2 separate regions of the Danio rerio genome follow, and region 2 is linked to region 1. The links are chromatin contacts, called in public Micro-C maps. All regions are on one chromosome and are shown on one strand. Each heading gives the region's core, a stretch centred on a gene start, on an enhancer-like site or on the middle of the called end of the contact. The rest is flanking DNA. Distances are from core to core; before and after follow the strand shown.

Evidence for each region. A called contact is a pair of places that touch in the nucleus more often than the background predicts.
Region 2: a contact with region 1 is called in a Micro-C map of caudal fin, with 4 times the contacts expected there. The contact joins two enhancer-like sites. A contact is called at or near these places in 2 of 18 Hi-C or Micro-C datasets (caudal fin and embryo).

The regions. Positions count from the first base shown.
Region 1 is chr20:40,918,304-40,922,246 of GRCz12tu, forward strand. All of the region lies in intron 4 of aig1 (androgen-induced 1 (H. sapiens)), which reads left to right. Among named protein-coding and RNA genes, the nearest start is that of adat2, 120 kb to the right of the region's middle. Within about 2 kb of position 2,013, at least 10 of the 62 cell types and tissues checked have an H3K27ac peak or open chromatin away from gene starts, as enhancers often do. A contact at or near this core is called in caudal fin, where this site is marked.
Region 2 is chr20:40,968,206-40,972,148 of GRCz12tu, forward strand. All of the region lies in intron 6 of aig1 (androgen-induced 1 (H. sapiens)), which reads left to right. Among named protein-coding and RNA genes, the nearest start is that of adat2, 71 kb to the right of the region's middle. Within about 2 kb of position 1,981, at least 7 of the 62 cell types and tissues checked have an H3K27ac peak or open chromatin away from gene starts, as enhancers often do. A contact at or near this core is called in caudal fin, where this site is marked.

The DNA of each region.
Region 1 (3,943 bases), core at 763-3,262:
ACAAATCAGCGTTGCCGGACAAGCTTAGACTTCACAGTCAATAGTGAAACGTCCCGCTGGAAATGAAGAGAAAATGGAAATGTCTGCACTTGATCTAAAGGGCACATTTCATCAACATTTATCTAGTCATCTCGTTTCACCGGTTGCCATTTCCCAGTCACGAGTGCCCATGCAGGTGTTTGCATGTATTCAATGTGCAAAGTCATTTGCTCAAGGACACTGAGGGTTTTCCCAGCAGCACAGAGCACTTCTCAGTTAATTATCGGTGGACCGGATAAAAACCCTGCTCCATGCTATTACAAATGTTTGAATGTCATGAATCACAGTGAACTCTAGTTTCCCAAGTGGTCGCCTCTGAACATTCCTGGAAGTGAACCATACCTCCCATGATTGCGATTAGGCGCTGAATTGTATTGTTGCTTCACCTCCTCCTCCGCATCTTCATTAATGTAGCCACATCTGATTAATGTTATACAAATACTGAAGTGTTAGATTAATTTGTTGTTCACAAGCAAGGAGATTTAGAAAGGGCCTTTATATCTGTACACGCTTTTGTTTAACAGCTCTTTGTTTATGAATGTGAGTGCGTGTATTTATTTAGACATCAGTTTGGGTATGAGTCATTGTGAACTGTTTGCTTATTATACTTTGTCACGTTTCATTTTCTAGATTTGCATGGCAACTGGGTTTCAAAAAAGATGTAAGGCTTTAAAAGATGGTTAATGTATGTTTTTTCAGTTCAAAAAAACATCATACAGGCAAAAGGGGAATGTTTTCACTTGTTGTGATTAAAAATCTGTGTTATTCCATCAAATATATATTTTTTACTTCTTATAAATTGTTTAAGTTAAAACATTTGTATTGTGTTTGTAAACCTTATGAAATAATAAGCTATACTCAAACACATAATTAGTAACCCAAATAAAGCTTCATGAGAATGTAGTTTTAAAAATTGGTCAGCTGTTTATATATATATGTACAGAACTGGTATACACAAAAAAGCAGGTTCAGATAAGTCATCAGACAATATGTTTTATTTCGGCTTGAATAAAAGCAGTTTTTAATATTTTAAAAACCATTTTAAGGTCAAATTTATTAGCCCCTTTAAGCTTTTTTTTTTTTTTTTTAACAAACCATCGTTATAGCTTGCCTAATTATCCTAATCTACCTAGTTAACCTACTTAAGCCTTTAAATGTCAATTTAAGCTGTATATAAGTGTCTTGAAAAACATCTAGTCAAATATTATTTACTGTCATCATGGCAAAGATAAAATAAATCAGTTTTTGAATGAGTTATGAGTAGAGCGCAAATAATTCTGACTTCAACTGTATATCACACATCTCTAGTTTCATTTCCAAAATAAAGCAGGCCTGAAACATTTTGCACAAAAACAGCTAATCTAGCCACATTCTTCATAATCAAGATGTCAAAACAACATCAGTGAACTTCCTCATGTTTTCTTGAAGACACAGAGGCTCGCTTTTTGTCGCACTTCAAAAATCTGAGAGATGTCACGTACACACTCTTGCCTATATATATATATATATATATATATATATATATATATATATATATATATATATATATATATATATATATATATATATATATATATATATATATATATATATATATATATATATATATATATATGAGACAGGGGAATATAGCCAAGGGCAGTCTCTGTTTCTCCAGTAGAGATGGTGTAATAGAGCTCACACAGAATGATCTGCCTCTCCCTTTTCCACTCCTAGTTTTACTCCATTAAACTGCAACCATTGTGCTGTTTTCAAATCCAAGTGATTAACATCACACTCACGGCACGTCACTCTCAGGAATCCCAGAACTTCTCTTTTTTTTCTGCTCTTTCAGCACTGGCAGGAAATATATGAATATAAGAATATAAGAATATGTTATGCTCAACAAAGGTCAGGTTGTGTCTGCGATAAGGCAGGGCACTAATGTGTGAATCCCTGCCAAAGAAGTCCTTTCATCTCATGCACCTAAGCTGTAAAAACCACCCTGTAAAGCTGAGAAAGGACTGGCAGCAACGGACACACCTAAAGTCTCGGAGTCCACGTTCAAATAGTCCTTTGTTGGGTCTGCTGGCTATAAAAGAGAATGCCGCCATGGTCCATTCGTTTCAATTACCTGACATGCTTTCTAATGAGCCGCATACTTCTTTTATCATTATGTGGTGAAAGACCATCATCAGAATTATTAAATGAATGCTTAACAGTTAGGTTGTCTTCAGATGCTGAGATTTTATATTTGAAATGTTGAACTGTTGCTGTTTGGAAGAAGGTGTTAAAGGTGTCTCTGAGTGGCAGATGTACTGTAAGTTCTCTGTGGTTGGAGAAGCTGACACAAAGACCTCTGGTGGTAGAGGGTAAAACTGCATTATTATTACATTAAATTTGGGATGAGTCAATAATGAAAGTGTATTTCATTGCAACTGTTTATGCATAAAAAAATAATGCTAAAACAGCATATTTTTTTACTAGTAAACTAAAATAGTAAACTAAGTGAAAAACAAATCTGCTCATAACATTTGGGTTCAGCTGTAAATAATTTATTGGCACTACCAACATTTTCAGAAAATAGTTTTTCAGTTTAATATAAAGAAAACATCCAAAAATACACTTCTTACAACCTGTGTATGTATATTTTAATTACATTGCCAACATTTTTTTTTAAATGTGCTTTTTTTCTCTGACACTGAGCTATAAATCTCCACTTCAGCAGAAATAGATGTGTCCTAATAGTGTTTTTAGCAGCGTGGGACACATATATGACGCTCAACATCTCAAAAAATGTGTTTTGGTGTTTCGTGACTCTTTAAGTAGACACCAACAAAATCATCAAAGACTGTTGTTTTTTTCTGAAGGTTAATTCATCCTAATCTTTTTTTTCCCAAACATAACTAATTTTGTCTTAAATGAGCATAAAAGTTAGGAAAGCAGTCGAATGCTTTCATTATAACGTTAGATGTGTGCATTTTTAAAGTGACACCTCTTATTCAATGTAATAAAAAAATCTTTATAAATGAGAGATTAATTCGTTGCTCTTTAATCAGAATGTGTAAGTTATACAGTGGAGAAACGGCTAATGACATTTGCTAGCTTGATTCTATTTCATTATAATAGCTATTAATTTATTATGGCCCTTTTTTATGTTGGGCATATCCCTTATTTTCACATCCCAATGTTGACAGGTATGCAGGAGGCGCATGAGAAACAAACAGATGGCCAACCAAAAAGTAACGCAGAATTATACAAAACCAACACAAAATACATACATTCCTGATATGTGAGTCCCATCTCACACTCAATACACGATAATTATATGGTATAAATACAGCACTACAACATACAAAAGAGAGAGATATGTCACTTACCAGTATAATAATGATTTGATCAGCTGTAAGTAGAAATTAATCAGCTGTAGTTTTTCTCCTCTAAGGGCTTATTATGCGATCTCTGTCGCCAATCAGATTCGTGAAAGACAGAACTGTTGTATATTCACTCCAACAGTGTTTTGCGTGTAAAATATATTTATTTTAATCAGGAAGGACACATTAAAGTAATCAAAAGTGACCATATATTCCATCTGATATAATTGTTAGTCACCTGGTATTATGCTACACACATTAGCATTTAGTTTGACCGCCATCATTGTGTGGTCGACCTCTAGCTCTGGAATTCATTGGTGCTTTTTAATGACTTTTTTTTTTAATAATCAATATGGCTTTCAGACTATTCAAGCTCTTCCCAGAGCAGCATGTCTATCTCATTTTCCAGGACTGTGGAAAGCGCACAGAGCCTCTGCAGAAAAGGCGGCTATCGTGTTTTCATGAGATAAAAGCACAGTGATTGTGGACTCCTCCATCCCGTGAGACCACAGCGCTGCGTTTGAAGTTGACAACTGGCAGAAAACGGTAAA
Region 2 (3,943 bases), core at 731-3,230, 50 kb after region 1:
GAGTTATATCAGAATTATTAGCACCCCTTTTAATTTCTTATTTATTTATTTTTTTTTTGTCTTTTTAAACATTTCCCAAATGATGTTTAACAGAGCAAAACATCAAGGAAATTTTTTAACAGTATGTCTGATAATATTTTTTTTTCTTTTTCTATTTGTTTTATTTTGGCTAGAATAAAAGCAGTTTTACATTTTTTAGAAACCATTTTAAGGTAAAAATTATTAGCCCCTTTAGCCTATATATATATATTTTGATAGTCTACAGAACAAACCATCGTTATACAATAACTTGCCTAATTCCCCTAACCTGCCTAGTTACCCTTATTAACCTAGTTAAGCCTTTAAATTGCCCTTTAAGCTGTATAGAAGTCTTGAAAAATAGTAAAATATTATTCTCCCCGCGTTGGCGTGGGTTTCCCCAGGGTGCTCCGGTTTCCCCCACAGTTCAATAACATGCGCTATAGGTAAACTTTATTAACTAACGTGGCCATAGTTTATGTATGTGAAAGAGTGTCTATGGATATTTCCCAGAACAAAGTTGCAGCTGGAAGGGCACCCGCTAATGAGCTTTGTTTAAATCTGATCTAAAAAAAATAGAAAATATTTTTTAGCAGTTTATTTATTACTTCATTTTAAAAATGAAATATTAAATAGAAAGTATCTAATTTCTGTGTAAAATTTCTGTTTATTATATATAAAAACTAAATAACAAAAAGGCAATTAAATTTATAACAACATGTTACTTACTGCAGTAGTACTATACAATTTAAAAAAATACTGTATTTTATAATGTTATTAATAAAAAAAAATGCCACTAGATAGTAATAATAATACACACTGCTGTCATTTTTTATTCTAAATGATACCATCAAGCACAGTTTTCTGCTGATGTAACTAAACTAAATACACTAAAACTAGAAAGTTAAACTAAATTGAAAGTAAAATAAAAAAATATATGACCCTGGACCACAAAAACAACAGTATCATTACCGTCATCGCTTATCTGAAATTGAGATTGATATGAAAATATATTTGAACTGTTTGAAAATCTTGAATCTGATGGTGCTAAAAAAACTAAAATATTAAGACGATCACCTCTAAAATTGTTCAAATTAAGTTAAGCTTGCATATAATCAACAACAAAAAAATGTTTTGATATATTCACAGTAGGAGATTTACCAACTATCATGTATCTAATTATGTTTGGCATACAAGAAAAAAAACATGCAACAATAAATTTGTTTTGTAGTCCAGCGTCAAATAAATAAATACAAATACTGACTTAGTCCTATCACTTTAAAATAAAAAATACTGCACATCTCTGTATTTAGGGTAAAACACTGCTTTATTTATATATTTAGGCCTACTTATTTGTATTTATGTTTGTACTTTCGTTTTATCTATTTCTTTAATTTTACTTTCCAAAATGAATCCTCATTTCGCTTAACAAGTTAACAATGATAACAAAGCTTGTTAAAAAGTTTTTAATGATTAATGGAGGAATTATAATGCTTTGTTTCATTGTTTCATCTTCATTTACAAGTAGCAGGGTATTTACAGCCAAATTATATTTCTGTTCGTACGCATCCTATCCCTTTGTGCCTTCTGGCGACACAGTCGCAAACTGCGGTTTTACCTAAAAACACGTTCTTACGCCTTTAGTGTGGCGGCGGTACGACTCGCAGCATTAATGCTCCTTTTAAAGTGTCACCCACTGTATAAATATATATACATATATGAACAACATGTTCTGCAGTGAAGTTAAACACTTGAACATAGTAAAGACCGGGTTTTAGCTTTGCAAACATTCACAGAAGAACACGTTGGTGTTTCTAAACTGTGCTTGTGTATACAATCGCTGTGGTGCTCGAGTGCATGTCAGAACAGTCAAAAAAAGCAGCATTCTGTTAACATGACAGCATCTGTGTAAATTCCCCTAGAGCTGATTTAACCGTGCCGCATGCTCTTGTTTTCTCTGCCATTGTGCTGCGGTGTTAGCATTATCTCTGCTTGGCAACCACTTCACTGAGTAAAGCTCCAGATTGACAGGAGGATCTGCTTGTTTTGTCTGGCAGGCCTCCAGTCACTTACTAGGGACATAATGTGCTAAGGTTTTATGCAATGGCAGTTCGTTGCAATTGAAGTCAAACAAAGATATGATATCCTGGTATTTTATCAAAGGACCTGTTACTTTTTGGTTGAAAAGCAAAAAGACATGTCACGTCTAAGGCCTCTGACGCCTTAAGCTGGATTTTCTCAAATGCAATTTGATTATATCTGATTATAAAGGTCAGGATGAAATGTGTTTCTCCCCATAAACAAATCACACGCTTTGATTGAAAATCAGGGTTATTCCACCAAATGCTAGTTTCTTAGCACTTGAAGTAAAAGTTGTTGTGTACTATAAGAAGAGTTAGAATCTTATATTAAAGCTGCAAGCAGCGATGATAGGGACCTCGCACCCGGGCTCACCGCCGCCCGGTGGCCTCAGGATGACAGAGAACAGCGAACAGTAATAATTTAAGCCGATATATTTAAAAAATCTGAGAAAATCACAGATTTATGCCAAACTTCCTCCTCTCAGCAGGTGGCGCTATGACTGTGACTCAAGATTGGCATGTAGATGTCACCAGGAGAGGAATCTTATCAACCATGTGAAGTTTCAGGCAGATCGAACATTGTTTAGCTGAGTTATAAGCCAAACTGCCTTTTGTCAGCAGGTGGCGCTATGACAGACTCAATGTTGTTATGTAGATGTGTTCAGGAGAGGACTTTTATCAACCATGTGAACTTTCAGGCAGATTGGACTTTGTGTGGTTGAGTTATAATGCAAACTACCATCTGCCAGCAGGTGGCGCTATAACTGTGACTTAAGATTGGCATGTACATGCCTTCAGTAATGGAATTTAATCAACCATGTGAAGTTTCAGTTAGATCGGATGTTGTTTGGCTGAGTTATAAGCCTATCTACCTTCTGCCAGCAGATGGCGTTATGACTGACTCATTAATGTTTTGGGGATGTGTTCAGAAGAGGACTTTTATGAGCCATGTGAAGTTTCAGGCTGATCTAACTTTGTGTGGTTGAGATATAAGGACTTCCTGTTTCACGGCGAAGCGTTGAGGTTTGTCATGCCGCCACGGACACGCCCCTCTGCAAAAACTCTAGATCTTCACAATATATCATCACTTAAGCTTTCAGTTAACAACCCACCAAATTTGGTGCTGATACGAAAAAATTTGTGTGAGGAGTTTATAACTCTGTAAATCATGACATTTCCTGTGGCCAGCAGGTGGCGCTATAACTGTATCTGAATATCGGCATGTAAACGTGTTCTAGTCTGGACTCTTATTAAACGTGAATTTTGAGGCAAATCGGATAATGCATGCCTAAGTTATAATGACTTCCGGTTTTGTGGTGAATCGTCAAAGTTTGCGGGGCCGCCACGGACACGCCCATCGACAAAAATTATAAAGCTCCGCAATTTAACATCGCCAAGGCCTTTAGATGACAAAACCCAATTTTGGTGTCGATAGCATAAAATCCCTAGGAGGAGTTCGTTAAGATACAACGCCTGGAAATGGCAAAAATGCCACTTATTTGCAGCAGGAAGTTAAAAATATCCGACTTCCTGTTGGGTTTGAGATATGGCTCCAAGATACTTTTTCGTATGTTTTGGCGTGTTTGAGGTGTGTGCCAATTTTCGCGCATGTGCGTGATTCGTAGATCTGGGGCTCGTCCGTTTAATTTTTATAGGTGGCGCTGTCGAGTCATTTTGCCACGCCCACTTCAATATTGTTATGTGGATGTGTTCAGGAGAGAACGTTTATCAAGCATGTGAAATTTCAGGCTGATCAGACTTTGTGTGGTTGAGTTATGAGGACTTCCTGTTCCATGGCGAAGCGTTGAGGTTTGTCATGCCGCCACGGACACGCCCCTCTGCAA